2 separate regions of the Drosophila melanogaster genome follow, and region 2 is linked to region 1. A link is a contact called in public Hi-C data. All regions are on one chromosome and are shown on one strand. The core of a region is the stretch at or near the end of the contact, and the rest is flanking DNA. Distances in the headings are between cores, read along the strand shown. Region 1 holds the start of fig (fos intronic gene). Region 2 holds the start of CycG (Cyclin G).

Region 1 (2,588 bases), core at 32-2,531:
ATTTGTGGCTCCACTTAGCTCTGTGGTCTCTGCTCTACTTACCTGCAACGAGAGAGCGAAATTCACAGTCAATTAGTGTGCAGGATCAGGCCAAGAACTACATAAATGACCCAAATCTATAGGAACCCACGAAATCTAAAGCCTCGCTTGATACGCAACCCTTATCGCCATGAATCAGAAGCTCGGTTTCCAATTCAAGATTCGCTTTAAGTTAAGCCTGGCCTGAATCTTAGTGATTCAGAAAATTTCTACACATGAAATGAAAACAAAATCGTGTGTTGTTTTTGTCTGAGTTTCCTGTGCTTAAAGAGCTCTACTAGCGATAGAACAAATTTGAATGCTGGGTAAAACCCCGATTTCGGTAGCATAATGTCCAATAATTGTTGCTAGTAATATCATTTTAACCACGATAAAACATATTCCGGAACAGTAGCCGCTGCAGGAAATACTTTTCGCATTTTTTTTTTTCATAACGTCACAAAAAAAAAGGAACTAAGGTGATAAGACCTTCTGACGTCTCCGCTTCCAGTTTCAGATACGAATTCCGAGCTCTTCCAGCTCGGAAGCTAGAGCTGATAGAGTAGTCTGATCAGCTCTTGCTGGCCAGAATCACGTATCGAGCATTGGACAGGAAGTCGGACCTTAGAGTTACCGACAATTTAACAATTTGGCAAACACAACGAACGAAGAAAAAAAAAAACAAATCAAATAATGAATAATGAGCGATTCCAACGAATGCGTTTGGGTATAACATGATAAGACGCCGTATCTGAAAGGCGTTTACATCAGGGGTTTAAAATAAAGTTATCATTGCGTATTGTTTTCCTTTGGGCCGATAAGAAAATCCACGGCGATAACATTTGCAGTTCCGTAGCGTGATCAAAACTTCCGGTGATGATGGGGGTTCGATTCCGATTTCCATTCGGAGTCCAGAGTGTCGTAGGCTCCATCCAGATAAGATTGAACAAAGAAATCAAATCTACCTATGACAAATGCCAGGAAAAACAGACCGTGCCAGCCCATCTAGAGTGTATGGTTTTCGTATCTGGGCCTTACGATTAACCAATGTTTATGGTGTAAACAGAAACCCAAGTTGGCAATTGCGTTGTGATTAATAATTTTTATAACTACAAAGTGCCCTTTTGCTCCAATTACGTGGAAAGTGTACGATTTCATGGTATTATTCTAGTCGATGGGTGGCTATAGCAAAATATTTATTGAAATATAATATACATGTAAGCAGGCTGTTTAACTGTAGCTGTTACATTTTTGGAACTTTCATACATAAGTAAAGTGAATATTCAAACCCAACTCGTTGAAGTAAATTTCCCAAAACTTAGTTTTTTTCAAATTCCAGTGCCTAAGAGCGAAGAGAAATGATCACCTGTTTGAGAAACTGGCCGCTCCTGCTGAAACGCTTCTCGGTCCACCAGATCCACCAGTTCACCCAACTGTCCGGCCGCTTCGAGCGTCCGCCTCAATCCGGTAAATCCTCGCGGGATCCCTATCTCGTCACGGTGGTGCAGGGAAGATCGAAGAAGCCGCGATTTCCGGGAGAGCGGTCCAATCAGCGTTTCGGCGAGGATAGCTGGTTCGTCAGCTCCACGCCGCTGGCCGAGGTGATGGGCGTGGCCGACGGCGTGGGCGGTTGGCGGGACTTGGGCGTGGATGCGGGTCGTTTCGCCAAGGAGCTGATGAGCTGCTGTTCCGGGCAGACGCAGCTATCGGATTTCGATGGACGCAGTCCCCGGAACATGCTCATCGCCGGCTTCCAGGAGTTGTCCCACCGGGAGCATCCTGTTGTGGGTAGCAGCACTGCCTGCCTGGCGACGATGCATCGGAAGGACTGCACCCTGTACACCGCCAATTTGGGGGACAGCGGCTTCTTGGTGGTGCGAAATGGACGGGTGCTGCACCGCTCAGTGGAGCAAACCCACGACTTCAACACGCCCTATCAGCTGACAGTGCCGCCGGAGGATCGGAAGGAGAGCTACTACTGCGACAAGCCGGAAATGGCCGTGTCCACGAGGCACTCCCTACTACCCGGTGACCTGGTGCTCCTGGCCACCGATGGCTTGTTCGATAACATGCCCGAGAGCATGTTGCTCAGTATATTGAATGGCCTAAAGGAGCGTGGAGAGCACGATCTACTTGTGGGCGCCAGCCGGGTGGTGGAGAAGGCCAGGGAACTGTCCATGAATGCCAGTTTCCAATCACCATTCGCCATCAAGGCCAGGCAACACAATGTTTCATACTCCGGCGGCGGGAAACCCGATGACATCACCCTAATCCTGTCCAGCGTCGAGGTGCCAAATGCCTAGTCATGTCGGGTGTCTGCGGCAAATATTAGTCCGTGTCCATCAGCAGTTGGCGATAGAAACCCAAATATACTTTGTTTATACAGATATAGGTTTTGAAATACATACATAAACTGGCATATTTATAGAAACCTCCAGTGACAAATTCTCATTTTGGCATTTTTATTAGCATATTAAGCATACGCAGTGTTGCCTTTAAGTTTAGCCTTAATATTCCCCCTAATCAGAAGTCGTGATATCATCGTAATATTAAACAAAATAATTAAAAAT
Region 2 (2,588 bases), core at 65-2,564, 1.8 Mb before region 1:
ACATTATCAAATTCGATGCAGAAAGTCTGAGAGACTCAACCTACCTGCAAGCGACCATCGAGGGTGCGCTGTATGGTCACGCACTTGCTGGGATGGGCTCCGTTCGTGGTGATGGCCGTGATCAAGGAGTCCAGTTCGTCGCGCTTCTCCTTGAGCTTTTTGACCAGCGACTCGATGGCTCGCTTGGCAAATCCCTCGCTTTCGCCGCCCTGCCGATGGCACATCAGCGAGTGGACGATGCTCAGACAGGCGTCCGCCGATGTGGGGGCGTTCGAGGGCGGCGGCGGCATTTGCACCATGTCCCGGACAATTACTGCAGATGGTGGGGGTAATTAGCTCTGAGTTTTTTTAGTAGATCAACGGATACTGTACAGCTCAATCCAATTTCATTTTAAATTTCAAAGAGTTTCAAGTTTATCAACAGTAAATAATAATGCTACGGTAAGATTTAGGATTGTCCACAATACTTGGCCACAAATCGATTTTAGAATAACAACTCGAAAAGGAGTTCACTATGACTGCTGCTCCTCTAGAGAACTTCACTTACTGTCCTGCGGGGCTACGGCGCCGTACATGTGGGCGGGCGGACACGCCCCCGAGCCGCCGCCCATGCCAAAGTCCTGGGCGAGCGAGCCCAGAGTGCGAGCATGGGCATCCACGGCGGCGTTGTTGCTGGATCCGGATCCGGAATGGGGATCGTGAGCGGCGGAGAGCGGAGTGGGGATCGTACGGTGGCTGGAGCAGGCGTAATCGAAGCCGGCGGCGGGCAAAAACAAGGCGTAGAATCACTGGCCAAAGAAAAGCCAAACAAAGGCGGCACGCGAATGTGAGCACAAAACAAACGGCGGCTGGATGGCTTTGTGTGAGTGGGCTTGGGGGGTGTTGCACACACGCATACACACACACACGCGCGCGCTGAACTAACTCGACTTGAACTCCCACAAAGTTGGCGTAATTTCCCTGCGAAAACTCTCCTCTCCTTCGTCTTCTCCACCTCCTTCTTTACGCACACTGGCACACGCACTGCACACACACACGCCCAGCGAGAAGTTTCCTGCTCAAATCCTTGGTAGAGACTGGCTTTTACTGTTTTTCGTGGAATTTCATAGTTTGCACTTAATTGGCTGCTTGGGAAACTCGAAAGTACAATTTTCCGCCCGACGAAATCCAGTTTTCCAGCCAATTTGCCTTTTTTTCCTTTTTTATTTTGTTGCGGCTGTGCAGAGTGACCGTTTCGCGATACAACATGGGCGGGCGTTGCCAGATGGGCAAAGCGCGAAATACCTACCTTGGATTTTTACAAACACCTAGTTTGGTCAGTTCTCGAAGATTTGATTTGAGAATAAGTTTATATTTTTTGGAAATAAGAAGCAAGAAAAGCAGATACTGATCAAAACGCAGAGGCATCCGGGTAAGTGCCATGAGATTTGTTACACCGACTTACACTCATTTCGCGGGCTGTTCAGTGCGTAAAACGAACTTTTTGAAAGGCCGAAAATCAATCGCCACGCGTTTTTTCCCATTCGCATGTGTGTGTGTGTGTGACGAAATTGAGGAAAGTTTCTTATCGTTGAGATTGGGGAAAATCGAAGGCTGAACATCTTGTGCAACAAGTTAATTGATGTTTTCGCATTCCCATTGAAAAGTTTCTTTCCATTGCTTTAATTGCTAAAATTCATTCATAAAAAATTGCCGTTGATGAGTCGTTTGTGTGACAGGTTGTTTCTAGAAATATGCATGTGTGTGTAGTGGGGCCTGAAATAGACCACCCCCTTCCCCTCTTCTCTTGAAAATGTTCACTTGGCAACAGTAACGAATTTCCTTTTCGCCGGAAATGCATTTCTCCGGCTTTTGTAAAACAGTTTGCTGCGTAGTTTCCATCTTCAAAATATCTTATCAAAATGCGTAATTTCAACGCTTATCTGAACGGAATTTCGATTTGCGGCGTACATATGTAAATATGTTTATATTTTGGCAATGACATTGATTGTGAAATTATGTGTGGGAAGTTTGCGATTCCCTGCCAAAACAGAAGCTTCCATTTGTAATAGTAATTTGGGAACTCAATTTAACTTCGAGGATTTGTTGCCCTCATATTTTTTAATTCCCTAACTAATTAAATCACTTGTCATAAAATTGTCTACATCCCGCATTCAGAAGCATAAAGTTATTATTTAATCCCTATCAGGCTTACGGTGTTGAAAATTGTTCGACACCAAAAAGAATTATTGCGGGCTTATTTGAGTTCGGTGTTCAAAATTGTTCGACATCAAAAAAGAATTATTGCGGGCTTATTAGGGTTCGATAACATTACAGCGAAATGTTAGTTAACAGAGAGAATCGAATAACATACACATCGATAGTGAGGGACTATCGCTTCCGCTGGCTTAGGGTATTTTATAGTACAAATTTCAGTTCGCACCAAATCTGTGGAACTTGTAGGCCTACTGGTAACACTGGTCGCTCACAATATTCTTCATTCGTAAAAAAACAACAAAGCGGAGAAGTACCGTTTTTGCGAGCGCGAGTGTTTGAATGTGTTTGTTTGCTTAGGAATAGAAAATAGAAATTGAAAAGGACCAAGTGCA

Evidence for each region. Hi-C and Micro-C count contacts between places; a contact is called where the count stands out from the background.
Region 2: a Hi-C map of the S2 cell line shows a contact between it and region 1, with 2.2 times the contacts expected there. A contact is called at or near these places in 1 of 107 Hi-C or Micro-C datasets (the S2 cell line) and 1 of 7 datasets of targeted methods (the Kc167 cell line).

What each region holds. Positions count from the first base shown.
Region 1 is chr3R:29,779,145-29,781,732 of dm6, reverse strand. fig (fos intronic gene) reads left to right here and starts at 1,281. Exons shown (of 1, transcript NM_143467.4): 1 at 1,281-2,460. The coding sequence starts at 1,377. The coding sequence ends at 2,321. The region is part of intron 1 of kay (kayak); the gene reads right to left.
Region 2 is chr3R:31,609,704-31,612,291 of dm6, reverse strand. CycG (Cyclin G) reads left to right here and starts at 1,314. Exons shown (of 6, transcript NM_001276217.2): 1 at 1,314-1,411. It overlaps Med (Medea), which reads right to left and starts at 1,246. Exons shown (of 9, transcript NM_170560.2): 1 at 548-1,246; 2 at 45-313. The coding sequence starts at 611.